3 separate regions of the Mus musculus genome follow, and all the other regions are linked to region 2. A link is a contact called in public HiCAR-type and promoter capture Hi-C data. All regions are on one chromosome and are shown on one strand. Each heading gives the region's core, a stretch centred on a gene start, on an enhancer-like site or on the middle of the called end of the contact. The rest is flanking DNA. Distances are from core to core; before and after follow the strand shown.

Evidence for each region. Promoter capture Hi-C pulls out the DNA fragments that hold promoters and counts their contacts. HiCAR-type assays count read pairs that join an accessible place to other places.
Region 1: a contact with region 2 is called in a HiCAR-type map of astrocytes, with 4 times the contacts expected there. The contact joins the promoter of Malsu1 here to the promoter of Gsdme in region 2. A contact is called at or near these places in 1 of 39 promoter capture datasets (hippocampal neurons) and 2 of 115 datasets of contacts at active chromatin or transcription factors (astrocytes and pancreatic cancer cells).
Region 3: a promoter capture Hi-C map of pre-B cells shows a contact between it and region 2, with 2.7 times the contacts expected there. The contact joins the promoter of D030074P21Rik here to the promoter of Gsdme in region 2. A contact is called at or near these places in 3 of 39 promoter capture datasets (the 3T3-L1 cell line, cranial neural crest and pre-B cells) and 1 of 115 datasets of contacts at active chromatin or transcription factors (pancreatic cancer cells).

The regions. Positions count from the first base shown.
Region 1 is chr6:49,071,458-49,075,612 of GRCm38.p6, forward strand. Malsu1 (mitochondrial assembly of ribosomal large subunit 1) reads left to right here and starts at 2,338. Exons shown (of 4, transcript NM_029353.1): 1 at 2,338-2,646; 2 at 3,629-3,807. The coding sequence starts at 2,409. It also overlaps the pseudogene Gm19253.
Region 2 is chr6:50,260,176-50,264,248 of GRCm38.p6, forward strand. Gsdme (gasdermin E) reads right to left here and starts at 1,594. Exons shown (of 10, transcript NM_018769.4): 1 at 1,559-1,594.
Region 3 is chr6:49,210,988-49,214,854 of GRCm38.p6, forward strand. It overlaps D030074P21Rik (a long non-coding RNA gene), which reads right to left and starts at 2,273. Exons shown (of 2, transcript XR_869057.2): 1 at 1-2,273. It overlaps Igf2bp3 (insulin-like growth factor 2 mRNA binding protein 3), which reads right to left. Exons shown (of 15, transcript NM_023670.3): 1 at 3,310-3,867; 2 at 2,280-2,340. The coding sequence starts at 3,484.

The sequences.
Region 1 (4,155 bases), core at 1,088-3,587, 1.2 Mb before region 2:
TAGAATCATAGTTTTAACGGTCAAAAACAAGAGTAGCAATTCCCCTGCCCCGACTCACACTAAAAACACAAGGACAGACAAAATAAAGAGTCACCCTACACAAACCAACCAATGTCTAAAAAAGGTTATTGGCTACACCAATTAAAATAAGTCAAACAGCTCAGGGGTCATGATGGGCAGCAAGATGGCTTCTGCCACCAGGGTCATGCAGGTAGTGAATCCACATGCTCCATTAATAAAGTTTCCTAACAGAAGAGACAAACCTAAACTCAGTGCCTCAGAAGCTTTGGGGTCTGCTGCACTCCCCTCCCATTCCTCTGTCATTTCGCAGCATTCTAAAGGAAGTACGTCCCCCGATTTACTAATGCACCAGGGGCCACCAGACACTGCAAAAATTACAAAATCATTACCTCAGAAATACAGAAGGAAACCTATATTTCAAAAGGAAATGGAGTTTATCCAGCGTGGGGGTCCAGAGTGATCGTCGTGGCTGCTGCTTATCACCAGACAGAAGGATTCGCTTTGCAATAAAGGACTTCCACAATGTCAAATGAAAAGTTATATATTAAACAACCTTAATAAATATTCTGTAAGCAGAATGAAGTATAGAAACTCCAGGTGGTCACTTGTATCTCCTGCATTATGTATCTTGGTCAACTGCCCCACTAGCTGACCTGTACACTTATTAAAGTCTACATTTTTAAATGCAAAAAAAAAAAAAAAAAAAAGCCAAACTACCCTGGTGCCCTATATCTGGCCCTTACAAAAGTATAAAAAGTGTGTTCTTTCTTTGTTCTGGATCTCTCCTCCAGCCTGTGTGCTGAGAGGGGGTTCCCCAACATGTTGGATAAGTAAATCCCACATGTGTTTTGCAACGATGGTGGTCTCTGTGCTCTTTGTGGGTGAGGGTCTTTTAGCAAGCTATAACACCTCCTTCATGTCCTTTCTCTGTATAGCCCACTGAGTTTAATTAGTGCTATCTTTATGCGCATAGGTGTTCATGGTTTTTTGTTTTGACCGGAGTTACAGTGCTAGGCATGGATTCCCTCCTGTGAGGCAGGGCTCAGATCTAATCAGAAGGTGGTTGGCTGGCTAACCCCATAACTCATGCACTATTGACTCAGTGGGCGCATCTGGCCTGGCATTGGAATTATCACTCAGGGTAAGTCCACTGATGGCTTTTCTCCCCCAGTGACCTGCATGCCACCTCCTGACTCCATGAAAGCTGGGCAGCAGGTAAGAAGGTTTTAGATTAGTTTCAGCTTGAAAACAAGGAGTGTTGTCTTCACCAATATGTATGGTCTTACCATCTAGTTGTGGGAGACAACCAAAATAGCCTCACTTGTTTTTAGGTGGGCCCATAGCTGCCCTGACCAATAATGTAGGGATGATAGTATCCCAAACCCAGCACTGAGATTTTCATTTAATGACCCATATCTTTCATTTGAAAGCAATCAACCATACCTGATGCCGCCATTCAAACTTTTTTCTTCTTTTTTGTATGATTCATTTTTGTTTTGTGTTTTTAATTTTATGTGTTCAGGTGTTTTGCCTACTTATATGTCTGTACAATATGTTTGTGCACTTCATCTGAAGAGGGCATTTAATACCATTGAAATTAAATTCAGTCTGTACTTTTGACTGCTCAGCCATCTTTCTAGTTCTTGAATTTAGGGTTTTTTGTTTGTTTGCTTTTTTGTTTTTTGGACAGTGGGAAATGGCTAAAAATACTTAATTCCTATCTGACAGGGTTAATTTCTGCATATTTGGGGGAGAGGAAAAACAGAAAGGAGAGAGCTAGAGAGGGTTTGAAGGGGCTGGAGAAAGTGGGAGGGAAGGAGAAAAGGAAAGGAGAAAGAAGAAGAGGAAAGAGAGAGAGAGAGGTAGGAACCCTTTAATTCCTTTTAAGATGTATTTATTTATGTATGCCTACAAGACAGAAGAGGGCATCAGATCCTATTATAGGTGGTTGTGAGCCACCATGTGGTTGCTGGGAATCAATTCTCAGGACCTCTGAAAGAGCAGATAGTGCTCTTAACCATAGAGCCATCTTCTCCAGCCCCATAAAGATTATCTGGGCTCACTTTTTTTTTTCCTTTTCCTTCCTTTCCTTTCTTTTTTTTAAAAAAGAGAGACAAGGTTTGTCTGTGTATCCCTGGGTGTCCTGGAACTCACTTTGTAGAATAGGCTGGCCTTGAATTCAGAGATCTGCCTCGGCCTACCAAGTGCGGAAAGTAAAAGCGTAAGCCACCACCATCCACACGGTCCTCCTCATTCCTTAAACTACTCCCCAGGCAATCCGTCTAAATCACCGTTTCCGGTTACAGACCCGCCCACTTCGTGACGTAGAATCCCGGAGCCGCCCGGAAGCTCCACCACCTCCCCCCAGAGAAGTCGCGGCGAGAGCTATGGGTCCGGGCTGGTCGCCCGCGCGGCGTTTATGGCCGCTGCTGTGGCGCAGGGCGGTCTTCCAGAGAGCCGGCCCCGCAATGGCTTCGGTTCCCTGGCTTCCGCGGCTGGCAGAGCGATGGCTTCCCGCGAGGCCCGCGACCTGCCTGACCCCGAGCCTAACGCGCGGCCTGCACCATGGGCCTCAGCCCGAGGAGCGGACCGCTGGCGACGCTCGCCTGCAGCCCGGACCCGCAGGTACGCGGGCAGGACACCTGGTGGCCCGGCCTGACCCAGGCGGCCCTGGGCTTTCCTGTGCGCTTCGGGGGCAAGAGAAATAGCCATTCGCGCAGACGCAGAGCTGGAAGGGATTTGGGAGGTGGTCGGCACCAACTTTGCTTTGCGTACCCGAGAGTCCTAGAGGGAGGCTAAGGTAGCGTGTTGTCGTCAAAATTCCAGTCATAGAGCGGGCAACATCCGGCTCTTGGCTTCACAGCCCAGGATCCACCCCGTCTCACGATCTGCCCAGGGTCGTAGCAGGTGGACTGGTTGGTCTTAGTAGCACTAGTCCTAGCAGCCTCGTTTCTTCATATCTGTTGAAGGCTGTGGACCAGGTATTGTCTTGAGAACCCGCCTACCATACAGTATAGTTAAGTAACCTTTTTAATCTGCGATTCGATTTAACGTGTGCCCTAGGATATTGTCCTCTCCCTCAAATCATGCCGCTGGTTGTTGTGTAGCATCTCTGCATTTGTGGAGTGTTGTTCCTTTCAGTACTAGTAAATAGAAAGACATTTGCTTCTGCTTCCGTTTGGTAATCGCAGTATCCAGTGTCCGTAATCTGAACCTTCTACCTAGGAAAGCTGAGCAGTGCTTTAGGGAACTGTTGTCCGGGTTCAGTTTTAAGCTGGTTTTTGGTTGGTTGGTTTAGTTTGTCTTGAATGGAGATGGTATTAGGGGTTGGACCCAGGGCCACGTACATGCCACCACTGAAGCACACCTTCAGTCTTTTAGTTTAAAAATAAAAAATCTTTAGACCTTGTCTTTCTGAGTTGCTCAGCCTAACATTGAACCTGGGATCCTCCTGCCTAGTGTTCACCAAAGCATTTTAGATATAAATACACTTGTAGGGGGAGCAGTTCCACTGTCTCCAGGAGACTTCGTGTCAGTCTGCTTCTGTAGACAAATGTAGGTCTGTATTCTCCTCAGCCATCTGACACAAGCGTTTCTGCATTTTCAGATCACATTGGTGCCAAGTTTGACATCGATATGCTGGTTTCACTTCTGAGGCAAGAAAATGCAAGAGACATTTGTGTGATCCAGGTTCCTCCAGAAATGAGATACACAGACTACTTTGTGATTGGGAGTGGGACTTCCACCCGACACTTACACGCTATGGTCCACTACCTTGTGAAGATGGTAGGATGCTCTCCTTTGTTGTGAACCTTTACCTAGAGAGTGACACACAGAGGCTGCAGAGGAAGCCCACTTTCTAGAATTCCCAAGAGTGATTTTTATGGTTTCTCAGAGTAAAATATTTGGGAGCAAATACTTAGCTCTGTCGAGCCCAGATAATTTCTAATTCGTGTCTTTTGTGACAAGGAAAATTAATAACATGAAACAAGCCAGAAGACACTAGGAGTCTGTTCTAGAGTAGCACCTATGTGATAGCCTCTAGCTAGTGAAAGGCTTTAAAAATTATTTAAAAGATTTGGAGGTTTATTTTTATTTTTTATTTCATGTGTATGTCTAGTGTCCACAAAAGTC
Region 2 (4,073 bases), core at 344-2,843:
TCATACTGAGCCAAAAAGACCACCTTGACTCCAGAGCAGGTGCTTCGGACCACCCTGCTCTGCTGACCCCTAGTTAATGTTTTCTTTTTTAATTTAGATGCATTTGATTCATTTGGTAATGACAGTGTGTCAGGACAGGCCAATTTCAGTTATGGTAGAGACAAAGCCATTGCCTTGGAAAATGTATCTTTCCACCAATAGTGTGTGAAAGGAACAAAGGGTGGTCAGAGGATAGGCCTGAGCCTGGCAGGGCAGACCGAAGCAGGCAGCCAAGGCTTTGAGGAGGAGCAGAGGAGAGTGGGACAGAGGTTACGATCAGAGGGAGACAGATATGGTGGCACAGCTTGTAATCTGGGTACTCAGGGCTAGAGAGGTTGAGGCAGGAGAATTACAAATCCAAGACCAGGCTGGCCCTCACAGACAGATAATATCTTTAAAAAAATGTTTTAATTAATTTTCAAAGGTAAACACAGTTATGGGGATTGGCAGAGCTTTCCTGTAATCCTACCACTTGGCCATGGGAGAAGCCCCAGGATCAGAGTGTTCAAGGGCAGACCAGGCTCCCAGGACTGGATCTCAAAAAGAAACGAGAAGATTCCTATGTATAAAGAGGAGACCTCTCCAAGGACTCCAGAGTTCAAAAAGAACAAGAACACCCTGTGGCCAATATACAGCTTCCTCAGGAGGCAGGCCATCCTGGAGTCCAGGGATGTGGGCAGGCAGTCTAGGTTGCTGCTCTCTCTGATCAGGGGTCCAGCCTTTCTTACAAGAAGCACTCCTAGGTGATGCATGTTGAAGAGAATTCATTGTTATTGCATATCTAGATTCTGTTCCTCCAACAGCTCAGATCTTTTCCTTCCACTCCCAACTCTGCCTACGGGTTGACTGTCACCTGGGCCCAGCTGTCCTGGAGCATCCTCCCTGACTCCTCTCTCCAAGTCCCATTCAGACTCCCAGTGAGTGGCTGGCTGTTTTGTTCAGGCTTCAGCAAAGCCTGGAAGCTGCCTGGTGTCTTTCCCTGAGGGGTGCAAGTGGGAAGAACCCCTCCCCAAACGGCCACTCCAGGCAAAAGGCCTCACAGTGAAGAGGTTCAGTCAGTTACCCCAGGTCAGGCAGGACCCATGCCAGCCTGTGATCTTCCTGCACATGCACTCATGCACACACTGGATCCTTCTGACACCGACACAGGAGAGAGATTAGAAGACAAAGGATGGATGCATGGGATATGGTGAAGGCATGGTGAGATGGGGTGCCAGAGAACACCAGCTGCACTTGCCACATCCCAGGACCACAGGAGTGGTGGTGATCATGGTGGAAGGGGCAAGGATGGAATGGAGACAGGGCGAGAATGAGACTATGGGTAAGAAGGAGCAGCTGCTCCTACTGGAAGGTGGGGAGAAAAAAGGAGATCACTACCCCAATCGCCCGCCTCTGGGAGATGTAAGGGGATCTTCCGGGGCAAAGGGGAGCCGACAATTTGCCCCAGGCCAGGACACAATGCGGGCGGAGGGAAGAGGAGCCCAAGCGGAACCCGCAGCTCGCGCCCGCCGCCACTTACCCGCGCGCCGCCTCTCCGTCCTGCACGCTCCGTTCTTTCACGCGCACGCGCGCGTTCCCGGACACCCACAGAGAAGAGGAGGGAGGGCCTGGACCTTTGCTCCGTCCTGCCCCTGGATGCCTCAGCCGGTCCACAAGCTAAGGGATGGCGCCGGGGGCGGGGCTGAACCCGGGAGCTGGGGGACCTGGCAGCAGAGTTAAAGGCGCTAGCTGGTCTAGGAGATCCAGGCAGCACCAGAGACTACTTCTAACCAGACACTGCCTGTCTTCCTTCCGGAACTGCCAACCGTCCGGGTCAGTCTCTGGCTCTCCATCTGCTCCACAGGAGGAAGATGGGGACGAGACTGTGGCCTACTGGCTACAGTTCCCTCATCCCACCCACCTCCCCTTCTCTATGCCCCTGGTTCTCCAGAGCCTGTCCAGGCACTAAGAGGGTGTGAGCTGTCAGCGTGGCTTTGCAGTGTCCAGGAAACTCCCACCTTGGCCTTGGCAACCCTTGCACTTGTTTGGGGCTTGGAGCTTGGTGTTGAGTAGCTTAATCAGAGAGGTAAGCTCTCTGAAGGCAGAATCAAGCCTACAGGCGCTTGGTAAACTGAGGGAGAGGATTGAAGCAGAACGTTGCACCCTCTGAGTCAATTTTTATAGGATGTTCTTTCCCGTGCAATAAATAGAAAAAGAGAATTCTCCTTCTGCACCCCCACCTCCAAGCCCCGGATTTACACACTCAGAGAGTAGCCGCACTTTGTGGCTGCCCCAGTGGGGAGGAGCCTGGGAGGCTGCTAAAAGGGTGGAGTCTCTTTTGGTCCCCTCACGTCAAACCTCTCCTAACTATCCACACTACTACCCTCTGTAGCTCCTTCCATACTCTATGATTCTCCTGTGCTCCAACAGCCACCACTCTACTATATGTAGAATACAAACGTCTTCCCTAAATCTTCATGTCTCAGAGGACAGTAACTTTTGTCTGCTTTATTGACAGTGTCCGGCTCCAAACTTGAAACTTACTGCATAGTAGATACTCAGTAAATTATGCTTGGATTAAATGAGATGGCCAGCATAGCATGCAAAGGTGCCTGGCGCCAAGTCTGACCATCTGATTGGGTCCCAGAGCCCACACAGTGGAAGAACTGATTCATACAGGGTACCCTTCAGTTATCCCCTGACACACACATGTATATAATAAAAAAAAAATCTTTTAGAGAAATGAACTGTCGCGTTTGTTCCTCAGACGGGGCAGATGGAGATTGTGGGGTGGACTTCATAAGTTATCCCGGTTCAAGCTTTCTTTTCTAGCAACTTAAGCCATGTAAGGGGATGAAGATTTTTGGTGTCCATCGCCTTTTGACCTGGCCGGTTAGCTTAAGGTCATCCTCAAAGCTGGTCCAGGCAATGCTTATACTGAAGGCCCCAGTTCTGTTCAGCTAGCTCCTCACTTGTAACTGATGTGCACAAGGAAGGCATAGGAGGTGGGTATTGGATGAGGGAGTAAATAGAAATTGCTAGAGCTGTTCGTCTGGTCCCCTGCTTTGCCCGTGTGAGTGAGTGAGGTCAAGATGCATCCAAATCTGTAGAATCTCATCCTGAGATCAGCAGGAGTTTCCTGTTTTCTCCTTGCCCAGGGCCTGTATGTTCCAGTGCTACACGTCGGGCTTACAACCCCCACCTCCACTACCCTTGAGGTAGCCTGGTGGTCAAATTACAGGTTTAACTTCCTCTCTCCCTATAAAGACATGACCAGCAAGCTCCTGGAATTCCTCTTCATGCAAATGAGGCATTCCTAGTACCTCAGTCCCAGCCAATGATATGCACCCATCTCGAAAGCCCCTACCCACTCCCCAACGTTCCTACAGCCCTTGTTACCCCCAATAAAGGAGCACTGTTCTGCTGAAAACCATCTCTGGATAAACCTACCCAACCAGCTGCCTGGATACCCCCAGGACCCAGGCCAGCAGAAAAGAAAAACCAGTGTTTTAGCCTGGTCAAGAGTTTTACGATCTATTTTGTCGGTTTCTTGGCTGATGCTATGGTTTGTTCCCCAGAGTCCAAGTCCATCACAGTGCTGAGAGGGGCACTGATAAGAGGGCTATTACACAAAGGCTCTGCCCTCTGAGACATTGTTGACAAGGAAGTGGGTTGGTCGTCGTAGAAACTGGTTCCGACCAAAGGAGCTTGGCAACCCTCCTTCCCAGCTGTTCCTTCCCTTCTCCCTTCAGTCTGGGGATGACTGAGCAAGAGGGTTATCTAACACACCTTGACCACGAACTCCTCAGCCTCCAAAGCTGAAAGAAATAAAATCTGTTCTTTATAACTTACCCAGACTCAGGAATTCTGTTCTAGCCTCCTAGTCAAGTAGGAAGTGTCAAGTTAACTGTTATCAGAGTTTATTGCCCTGGAACCTGAGGCATTAACCTTTTGAGCAGAGTCATCTTCATTGCAGATCATTCAAGCAGACCCCACCCAGAGGGCTCCAGTTGGCTAACTAGGTCATCACTGGAAACTGAGACTCCATGAGTTTC
Region 3 (3,867 bases), core at 1,023-3,522, 1.0 Mb before region 2:
GGGTCCAGATAAGAAGAACTGCACAGCTTCAAGGGTCAGTGAAAACTAAACTATAATGGAGATGAACACTAAAGTTTCCAGAGAGACACAGAAGTCTTTATGCAAAACACTTCAGTAAAGGATTTCTAGCACTCAACTGCTCCCAAGTCAGAAAAACAGAAAGGTACTCCGTCAGCTCACTTCACTCTACCTGTAAGGCCTACGTCACTGGCTAGTAAGACCACATTTAAAACCCTACGCATTCTGGTAGTGGGGTGGGGGGCCAGGGCAGGAAAAGCTTCTGTTGTTATTAATAAACTGAAGAAGCAAGCGTCCAGTAAACATTTGCCCCCACTTGTTACTATCTCCTAGTCTTCCAAAAGAGGAACCCTGCAATTCAAACAGTAACAAGTAACTGTTTCCAGCATAAGCAAAGCTTTAGGAGGAAGACTAGCAGTTGTTACCCAAGTTCCTAAATTAATTCTCCACACATGGGAAGACATTAACTTCAAAAATAAAAAACAGAGGATACAGCAAACTGAGGTCAACCCATTAGCTGGAGCTGAAAAACTCACTTAATGTTTTTAAATTTAAAAAGACATTTAATGTTTTAAATTCACAACAGTCCCTTTGTTAATTATAATCATTTGCCCTGCCCAAGGATTCTGGAGTGGAAGGCCTCTGGCATGCTAGGCAATCATTCTACTAATAGGGTACAACACCAGCTCTTCGTTTTGTTGTATTGCTTACTTTTAATTCTACAGTGGATTTAAAAACCAAGAGCTAAGGGTGTGCCTCAAGTGGTAGAGTGCTCGCCTGCATAAACCAACCCCTTGAAAGATTGGGGGGGAGAGGGGAGTGACGGGAAGGGGGCCGGAGGGACAAGCACTAAGACACACTGGATAAACATGAAACCAACTAGCATGTGTGCAATAAGGTTCGTTTTTCCAAAATGGCTGATTCACAGGCTAGGTCTCTAAACTTCTTAAGGGCAAATGAGTTGTGCCTCAATTGTTTAAATTCCTATGAAACCAAGATCAGTTTGATACTTTTTATCCACATCTACTTTAGAAGAGTAAACAAAAATAATAAAAGACTACATTCTACTATATGAAATAACTTGACCCTTATCAAAATAGACCTAAATCTGGTTACACAAATATCTTTCCAATTATCTTAGGCGAAATTAAACAAGGACTTAAAAAGGAACCTACAAGTATCCACACTAGTTTATTTCTAAAACGAGGAGTGTGAAGTGATTCATGTGGAAGAGAGCTTCATTCAAAACAGTCACACAGCATTCTTGCCCTCTGTCTCTGCAGGGCAAATCCCTCTGTCCCCCAGAGCACACTCTCAGAAACACTTAACCAGATACACACAGCCCTGGTTTGAATTAACTTCAGGCTTATTGTTTGCTCCAGGTTAGGAATGGGGGAAGACTGAAAAGCCAGCCAGAAACCCTAACCCCACCTTGCAAAACCCAGCAGGCTAACCTCAGTCTTTCCAGTTAAGAGTTACAGAGTCGGGGGGGGGGGGGGGGGGGGGGAGGGCAGGGAGGGAGGGGAAGGGGGGCGCTTCTCCAAAAAGCTTCAGTAGCTAAAATAGCCTGCAAATATTTTGTAAAGTGACAGCTACAGATGCTCTCATAGAAGAGAAATCTCAGTGAAGTTGCAGATTCCCCCAGCCTTCACCGTCTCTTGGTGATTATTTGTAAGCAAAATACACCAAGGGACAGGAGGAGCTGGAACAAAGGCACTGTTAGGAAAAAAAAAAACAACAACAACAAAAAAAAAAAAACAACTTTGGAGTGTTTGAAAGGCCCCAGGACCCCAGCATTCACTGTGTTCCAATGGCCGCTGGCTGGCCAGTGAACCAGGGCAAAAGCAACTGTGTTCCTCCTCCTGTATTAGAAGCGCCCACCACGGCGGACCAGCTTCTCCACATCTGTCCTGGACCTGTCTTCTAAATCCCGTAGGTTCCCAAAGACTATTGGCTTTTGAAACTCGGGCTGCCAGTTGAGACCTAAACCTGCTCTGCCAAGAACATGTAGCTGTGAGAGCTTCCTTGACAGGCTTTTAAAACAGCAACAATAACCCAGAAGCAGGGGCCGCAGGCAAGCCCCCATTTACGTCCCAGAATTATCAACGCGCGCGCACACACACCTGCCATAAACTTAAAGGCAAGCAGAAAAAGAGCTAGCTGAACCGTGGCCCCAGCGTGTAAGCCAAAGGGTCCGAGTTTGCATCTGTGTTCTGTGCTTCCTCCCTAAAAAGCGGCCAGAAAAGGGTAAATCCGCTCACCTCTGCCGTTTAGGGACCGAGTGCTCAACTTCCATCGGTTTCCCATGTAGTTCCATTTTACCTGTGAACACACAAGAGGCAAGACGACGGGCTAAATTCAGCAGCTTTCCCCACCTTGAAATCTACAGTCTTTAAGAGAAAACACACCCTGCTTCAGTGACCTCAGCAGGGCCCCAAGATTCCCACCCGACTCAAGGACAAGGGAGGAGCAGGGCAAGGAGAGGGTGCAGAGCTGACCCTTCGGGTGGGTGTGGCTTTTTAACTTGCAGAAAGCTGGGGAGGGAGAGCAAGAGTCAGGCTCACCACTTGGGTTGCAATTTTCGCCTCCTGACCCCCTCCAAGGGCCACCCCGCACCCCAAGGTCTGCAAGAGACACACCCCCAACAAACAGCCTGCCATGGGGGCGCGCGGCCTTCTTTCTGGTCCACATCCAGGTTGGCCTGGAGCACTGGGCGATGGGATTAAAGAGCCAGGGTGCCAGGAGGAGATTGGGCGGCCGGGGTGCTGGTCCACGCGCGCTGACCCATCAAGGCGCCGGCCTCGAGTCCAGCTGGGGACGGTGGAAACCGAAAGGCACGGACAGCTGCTCTCCCCTCGGGCATCCAGGCAGAGCGCACTCAGACACCCGGGCCGCGGCTGCGCGCACGGGCCGGGACTGCGGCGCCGCGCGTGGCAGGGCTGCCGTTCTGGCAACAGCCGGCCGCCGCCGCCCACCTGCCCCTTTCGCTCTAACGACCCCGCGAGGTGGACGCGGCGGCGTGGAGCGGGACCGCCTGGACGCGGCCTCCCCCCGGGCGTAGGCTCAGGCCACTTTCTGTTCTCTACGGCTGGGGGACAGCGACCAGACAGAGGGCCCGGCGGGCGTCCACGCTGGGCCCCAAGGCCCGCCTGGCCCGGCCTGCAGCACGCGCCGCGCCGCGCCCCGCGACTGACAGCGCGTCCCCCTCCCCACCCCCACCCGCCCCGCAAGCGGGGTCCCGGATGGCAGCTGCGGAGACGGGGAGGCCCCGACCACGCGCGCGGGCCCCACCTGAAAGCGCCTCGATGGCCTTGAGGGCCCAGCCCTCGTCCGGGCAGTCCACGAACGCGTAGCCCGTCTTCACCAGGAAGGGGCCCGCCACCGGGATCTTAGCGTCCTTGAAGACACTTTCCAGGTCCGCGGGGCCGGCGTGGTCGCTGAGGTTCCCGATGTACAATTTGTTCATTGTGAAAAGGGGTCGTTTTAAAACCCGAGGAAAATGCTAAATTAAAAAAAGCACCCACGGCGGAGGATGGAGCCGGTGGATTTTGTTCCTCTCCTCTTGGCTTTCAAACCCACACAGTGACCCAAGCACGGGAGCGGCGGGCGAAAACCAGATCCCAGGGTCCTTTTTCCTCTTCTGGGTATTAAAAAAAAGAGAGAAAGAAAAAGCCTAGCGACGAGCCCAGCGTCGAGTCTTCCTAACTCTGGGGAGGAGGCGGGATTAGCGAGAGAAAGGAGGAGGCGCGGGGGGAAACTACTTTTTGTCTCTTCCTCCCCAACCCCTTTGGCAGCGGCCAGCGGGCTGTGAAAATATCACACTACGTGGGGCAGGCGCCGCCTCCCCGT